Linked DNA regions of Gossypium arboreum: region 1 is linked to region 2. The links are chromatin contacts, called in public Hi-C maps. All regions are on one chromosome and are shown on one strand. The core of a region is the stretch at or near the end of the contact, and the rest is flanking DNA. Distances in the headings are between cores, read along the strand shown.

Evidence for each region. A called contact is a pair of places that touch in the nucleus more often than the background predicts.
Region 1: a contact with region 2 is called in a Hi-C map of leaf, with 2.9 times the contacts expected there. The contact joins the enhancer-like site here to the promoter of LOC108483452 in region 2. A contact is called at or near these places in 2 of 5 Hi-C or Micro-C datasets (both in leaf).

Annotation. Positions count from the first base shown.
Region 1 is chr1:79,468,382-79,472,463 of ASM2569848v2, forward strand. All of the region lies in intron 2 of LOC108481487, which reads right to left. Among protein-coding and RNA genes, the nearest start is that of LOC108481487, 15 kb to the right of the region's middle. Within about 2 kb of position 2,115, at least 1 of the 2 cell types and tissues checked has an H3K27ac peak or open chromatin away from gene starts, as enhancers often do. A contact at or near this core is called in leaf, where this site is marked.
Region 2 is chr1:79,085,795-79,089,801 of ASM2569848v2, forward strand. It overlaps LOC108483452 (kinesin-like protein KIN-4A), which reads right to left and starts at 1,953. Exons shown (of 26, transcript XM_053029186.1): 1 at 1,036-1,953; 2 at 740-878; 3 at 502-651; 4 at 20-273. The coding sequence starts at 1,091.

The sequences.
Region 1 (4,082 bases), core at 865-3,364, 380 kb after region 2:
TATACAGAAGAAGAAAAAAAAAAGGGTTTGGGATAGGAGGAAGGAAAAGCAAAGAAAGAGTAAAAGGGGAAAAGTTTGTATAGTGAGGATGTTTCAGTGCCATCAATTCCAACTGTGCTTGGACTGTCATCCATTTGATATTCGCTTCGGAATTCAACCTCTCTTTTCCCTGCACATTTGCACCTACTTTCCTTTACACGACATGACCATTTTCTCACCCATGCGATCATGTTCTACATGTCCCTTTCTTTCTTATATACCCTACTATCTTTCTCGATATCAAGAACGGATTAGAGGCGTTATAGTAAATTTCATTTTGTATAGTTAATTGCATGACCTAATCACCCATCTAAATCTCTAGTTGGTAATATATTTCAATCTGAACAATTGCTGCATGCCCTCATTTTTGCTTTTATTTTGTCATGGTCTAAAGCAGTAACACAAACAGTTTCTCACTCCATCCTCTTCTATCAATTTCCCAAGCTGAAAAGATTTCCAAGAAAGACGATATACTAAGTGCTTAGAAATGTGAAATCTTTGGCTAAAGTGGGAGAAGATGACCCTTTTTCCCCTTCTTTAATATTTCAGTTTTCTCTTTGTGGTTAAAATTGATGAGCACAAAATTAAAAATATTTCCTAGTATAAACACACCAACTTGAATGTTTATTATATTATTGATTTTGTAGTTTTAAATATATATATTTTTTATTATGATAAAGATTTATCACATTTTAAATAAAAATTATAATTTTATTAAAATCTTTGTTTAATTAAATTTATTAAATGAATTTAGATTTTGTCAATAAAAACATTATTGAATGAATTAATATCATAATACATAAAACGGTTAAAATTTATATTGAATTATATTATATTTAAAGTATTATTTTTATTAACTATGCAAGAATTACATTATTTTAGTTTTAAATATCATATGTTATATAATTTATATTGTATATAATACATTTATATAATATAAGCTAATATATTATATTATGTATATATTATCTACGAATTAATATAGTTATATTTATTATTAAAAATATAAAAATGACGAGTAGGGAGTATTAATTTACAATATGTCAAAAATCTTGTCCTATAAAAATACTTTAAAATGATTAAGAATTATTTTATTATTATAATATTTTGAATACCAAATTAATTGATATATTTTAATTATGCTTACTAATTAATATTTTAAATAATGTTACTTTGCATTACTTACTTAAAGTAAAAATATTTAGTTTAAATCACAAAATTTAAACGCATAAAATCACGTGTAATGTACATGTTAAGGTAATCATGGGTTAAGTTAGGCCATGCTAAAATTTGATTTTAAAAGGAATTTTAAGCTTGAGTCCAAGCTCGCCTAACTTAACCCAACCAATGATCTATTTTATTGTTTAAGAAATATGTTACGAATGATTTTATATTAACATTAATTAAAGTTAAATGATAATGATCTTAAAGTTATTTAATTTTATTTTAGATCGGATCAAGTTGGCCTGTCGTTAAGAAATTTTTACCCAAATTTAATTTAAGGTAAATTAGATAATCAAGCCGGATAAATCACTGATTCTTGAATATATCTAAATGTATGATACTAGAATTATAGTTCTTTTAAATACATAAAAATTTATTGAATTATGGCACACATGTGACTGAAATAATTATATAAAAATATTTTATAAAAATCAAATGAGATTTTGATTCAAATGACAAAGCTTTGAAGATTTTAATATCATATGTTCAAATCTTATATCATCATTTATTTTAGATTTAAATTGTCTTTTTATAATTTTAATAAAAATACAAAATAAAAACCCTCGACTTCTTAAATAATTTTTTAGACATTTTCCAACTCACTTATTGTGGGATCAACTCATGAGATTAATTGAATCGGAAGTAAATGCTATGGTTTGAATTTTATTTTGATATATTTATTATTCTCAATATATTAGGGTATGGTAGTTAGGGTTTGTAAAGCAACAGTATGTTTTACTTTTAGTTAAATAAAGTGAAATGAGGTATGATATAACTTTACTTTTTTTATGATGATGGAATGTGGTCCATAGACACGTGCAAATGATGCCATTGTCTTTCTAATCATGCCTTCCCACCGTTTCTTCCACTGTGTGGGATCCACTCCAGTTATCTATATCCGACTATCCCTTCTATTCTATACCTTTCATCTACGTACACATTCATTTTTCAGTTTTAATAATAATATCTTAATAAATATTTTTAATTCAAAGTAATTTTTTTTGTAATCACAATTTTTCATATCGGTTTTAAAGTTTAAAATTAATTCTATTGAAATCGGAAGTGATATTGAAATAAATTTCTTTTAATAATGAAATTATAATATATTCAACTTTTGTATTTAACCCCAACATTGTCCATTAATACTTATATTCACACACTTCTCTTCTTTTACATGAAACACACAAATGTAAATAAAATAATTGATGATGGTGTATTTTTCATAATATAAATACTATATTTTATTATATTTATTATGCGAGTGAACGAAAATATTTTATATTAAAAATATATTTATATAAATATATCAGTTAATAGTTAGTAGTGGAGTGAAAATGTTTTTAATATAAATTGTTGATCCTTTGTTCAATTCTTAAATGTTCTTTTAGTTATTTTATTTAAAAATTATATAAAAATATAAAAGATGAAAATATCTTTAAAATAATATTAATTACCTTTTAAAATTAAAATATTTTAATAATTTCACATATGAATTTATGTTAAGTTAACTTATGCCAATAACTTAATTAACCACTTTATTTATAGTATATATGTATATATTTAAAATGATATTTTTATATAAATTTTGAAATAGTTTATATTTTCATATTAAGCTGTTGTTGTTTGTGATATTAAAAAATCTCAATTTTATGAATTTCTAGAACGAAAACAAAACAAAACTGATACACACCCTTATTTTTCATTAGCTAAGGAAGAAAGAAGTTTGTAATTATTAGAAACATTCCACCCATTTGATAAATTTTGACTGTCCATTCATAGGACAGCAAGTGTCCTAAATTCTGATCAAGTATTTGCACAAAATATGATTTTCCAAAATAAAATATTTTTTCATGAACATACATGCATGTAATTTAATGATTGGGTCAACCCAACCCTTATTCTCTGAAAGTGGAATAAGACAATGGGATTTTAAGTTCAGTTTTGATGAGCTGCAATTTTTCTGGTCTTTGTTCGGTGGTTTTTGGTCCAATTCTAGGACACCTCATTCGTTTCTGCTTTCGTTGAATCATTGCCCAGCTTTTGTTTTTCACACCGCAAAGGTAAAACTACCATAGAGTAACTTTTTCTATTAAAAAAATAAACAAATTTAATTTATGCACGTTAAGATAAAAAGTAAATTAATTATTTAATTAAAATTTTATTTATTTATACTATTAAAAATTAATATGGCTGATAAAATATCAAGACAAGAATACTTTTGTGTGTCATGTGTATCTCATATTAATATACAATGACTAATTTTTAACAATATAAATGAATGAAAATTTTAATATACAATGACTAATTTTAACAAAAAAATAAATGAAAAATTTTAACAGAAAGATTAACTTACTCTTTAATCTAATAAAAGCGATTAATTTATTTATTTTTAATAGAGAAATCAAAATATAATTTAACTCCTAATACAAAAATATTTATAATACTTTTACCCCTCATTTCATTGTTAGCGATAATCCCAATTTTTTTGAAAAAATCTTAAATAAGTTTAAGTTATGTTTTTGGTTTTGGTTTTGGTTTTCTCAAATTAAAACTATTTTTGTATAAAAAATCTCATTTTATGTTTAAACATAAACACAATCATAGCGCGAACAAACTCTAACTTGAACTTTGTTTACCTATACCAATTAATTATTCTACAATTAAATTTAAATAAAACTTTTATTATTAAACAATAACCTGAATCGAGATAAAATTTGTATTAATGACATGCAGACAAAATACAACTGTGATTTTACAATCATGCGCATATTTCTTGTTTCCATCTTTCATTATCATTTGTTTAGGAATATATTATTATA
Region 2 (4,007 bases), core at 703-3,202:
GAACCGAGAATGAACTAACCTTGACTGATTGTTCATGTTTGTACTCCCTGTAGCCCTACTCAAAGATCCCTGTTCTAAGCACGCACCCATTTCTTTTAATGTACTGACACTAACTTCAGTAGATCCTGCCAGTGTAATAACACCATCTGATGATTCACGAATCTGTATTGGTGGTTTTCCAGGGACATTTACTTTCCCAGTATTCGCACTTGCAGTATCTGATTTGTTCAAAAAAGTAGGATCCAACAAATCTCGCACTTCTTCTTTCAGGATCTTTACATCAAAATTAGATAAAAATTATGCATGTCAGGTCTAAAAAGTAGGAAGAGCTAGTCAAGCCAGTTGTGATACTTAAAATGATGCAAAGAGTTCTCGATCACATAAACCAGAAGATATATTCATAAAATGGATATCTGATACACGAAGGGCGAAGCTTTTACAACAACAGGTATTACAGCAAAGTAGAACAAACAAAATGAAATGTTTGGTTCTTTAACAAACCTCAATGAAGGACACATGCAATTGAAATTCGATTTGATGTTTTAGATTTTCAATCTTGCTGAACAAAGCATTCATTACTTGAGGAATGATTCCTGTTTGAGAGCCACCTTTGAAGCCTGTGCCCATAGTATATGTTTTACCTGATCCAGTCTGAAATAATTTTTCAAACTTCAATTGGAAGGAAAATAAAAACAGCAATATTTAGGTGTGTGGTGTGAAAGATTCAGCTGTACCTGACCATAAGCAAGAACAGTAGCATTATATCCTTGGAATAAGCCATCAACAAGTGGCACAATGCATTCCTCAAACATCCAAGAAGGAGAACTGGTGCTCCCATACACATGATCAAATGTAAAGGAATGTGTACCAATTTGTACCTGCAGCATAGCAAAATATTCATTAGTTAATTTTGATTGATCAATTATTCAAGCATCCAAAAGATCCAGATCTCCAAATACTTCAAATTAAACCCAAAATCATCCATTTGAAAGCACTTAAAAGAATTAAGGCCTGCATTCTAGTAAGTGACAGTACCTGAGGCTTTCCTGGGATGACAGTAACGCAGTCTTTACAACCTTGAACCTTCTCATCACCGATAAGTGGTCTTACATGAACCGCAACCTTAACACAACATTCCTCTGAACCTCCACCAACTTCCATACGAAACAGCTAAAAGAAAATTCCACAAAAAGAGAGAAGAAGAAAACCCCAAAAAGTAAAATATTTTTTTTCTTCTTTTCCTTGTAAAAAAACCCTTCTCATGGAAAATGGGTTGCTGCTGTTGTTGTTGGGAAATGTAAGAAAAAATAGAAAAGGAACTGTAAAAGAGGGAAGGGTAGTTGAGGAATTAGAGGGAATGTGATAGCATAACCATAGAAGTATACAAAGCAGAAAGTTTAACTGCAGTGATAACAACAACTACTGTCATTTTCCTTAGCCTTCACATAAAAAATCGTCATGTAAAAGAAAAAGGAAAAGAACTTTCGTAACACTCTTTCCCTTTTTATCCTACTTTTTTGCTTACTGCAAATCTCAGTTTCCCATGTTCCTCTGTTTCTTATTATGACCTTCATGGAGTTTCGTTTTTGTCCTTGTCTTTACAGTTCTACCCCTTTTAGCTCCATTTTTTTCTGGGTTTTGGTTAAAATTTAAAAATTAAAAAAAAAAAAGAAAAGAAAGATAAGTGCTCCTAAAACCACGTATTATGAGGATGAAAATTTTATCATTGTGCTCAGGATATGGTCGATAAACAGGGATGACCACGCCATTATCCTCTGTGGTAAGAGTATTATTTTATAAACGTTCGATATTAAGTAATTCCACTCCCCCACCACCAATTATCAAGAATAAAAAACCACAGCACATAAGCCGCATGATTTGGAATCATATATAGCATTTCTAAAAGTCAAAACCACTTTGTTATTTGTATCCTACATTTTTTTTTTTATCATTCTCTGTTCTATGTAGAAGTTACTTGTTCAATTTTTATATTTTTTATTCAATTATAATTGTTAAATTTATTAAGTAAAATTATACTATTTTTAAAATTTGATGTACTTATTAAAAATTTAGTTATTAAAATTTAAAATTCAGAAAATATAAGAATTTGAAATGATCTAATTTGAATAAATAGACTAAACTTACACATGTAGGCGACTAGTAAACAAATTTAATTACTATCGTTAGGAATTAAAATTATGGACTGATTCAAACTAAAATGAATCAAATAAAAATGTAAAAACTAAATTCATAATTTTTATAAAGTAGAAAGACTAATAACAAAATTTAACTTATCTTTTTCTTACTAGATTCTTTTTTCCTATAATTTTAATTTTTAAAAGATGATGTTCTAATATTACTTCCCCAATAGTTTAAAAATGTATATGAAATCAAACAAGTTCTGAAAAAAAAAAAATCAATGAAGCAAGCAATACATATTCATTTGTGACCACAGACCTCTATTATATGTTCTAATAAATTAAAGAAATAAAATTGACGAAAAGCTAACCCAGGAAAGAAGAAATGGCAAAAGAAGAGAAAAAGAACCCAGAAATGGGCTTTATGTAATCTTTTTGACTGATTCTGTGGCAGTAAATTAAATTCGTGTTTTTTGGCTTTCCTTTTGTTGTGATGTGTGGATTAAAGTTGGATGGTAGTGTAATTAATTAAATTCCATATTTGGAGCAACTAAATTGCACCATCAAAAAGTTAAGAGAGTTAATCACATTCAATTTTTTGCGATTTAATGATAAAATCGATGCTTCCAATACTCTTGTAAAAAATGCAATTTGAAAAAGAAGGCACCATTAATTTTATTATTTTTATGGTAAGTATTTATTTGAAATATTTATTTTATTATATCCTTATATAACAACTTATCAACCTAAATTTAAAAACTGTATCAAGTATTTTCACAGAATTCATACAATTAAATTTAAATTATATTTAGACATGTGGATTCTGAGTTCCATTTTTCTTATATAAAAATGCTAAATTGGGTTTATATCCTTATGCACTTTTAATTTCAAATTAAAAGCCTCTTTAGGTTACCTAAACTTTGGATACTTTTTTCTTAACACCATTCACCTTATGATATGAGATCAACCAATGATTTGTTTTCAAGCCTCCCATTATTGTTAGTTTTAGGTTGGATCTTATTAAATTATTCTGATGGCATCTTGATATTCATTTTTTTCGTAAATTATTTTAAATTTATCGTTTTTTAATATTTAATATATGCATATAAAAATTACCAGCAAATAAATGACTTCAAAAGATTTTCAAATATAAAATAATTATCAATCTAATATACGTATAAATAGCTTCATCAACTCTCTTTAATTCACACATATTCAAAAGTTAAAAATTTTATGGAAAATTTTATTTAAATATTTTTTATAAAAATAATCAATAATTTAAAACGATTATGTAATTTTAGGGCCTAAAGAATAACGAACAAGTTGATTGAGTGTGTAACACGACATTTTAGGTCGATAAGTCAACGGACTGCTCCAGATGTTGCAACATTTAGAGAGGATGCCGCGGCAATGAAATTTGAATCAAAAGGGGGAACATACAGCCACTGATGTTGCAACAACCACCACTCAATATCATGACACCCAACTTCAAATAAAGAAGGGGAGCATTCCGCGTGCAATGTTGCGACACCAATCTGACGAAACCCAAAATTATTGTATGGGTGTTTTTGTTCGCACAGTCTTAAATAACTTGTAACTCAAACTTTATTTGACCTAGTTAGGTCATAATACATGTAATCTATAAATAATAGCTCAAAACAACATATTACAGGGGTTTAAAAAGTTTTTCACACATCTGATTTAGGTTTTCAATTTTTTTTTTTATGTTTGCTTAGTCGGAAGATTTCTATTCCAAAGTTAGACAATTGCGAGTAGAGATTGTTCTAGATACAGGCTTTTCCATTAATAAATGCATAAGTATTATCTTCCCTATTCTTTTTATTTGCATCTCTTTCATTACTTAAGTTA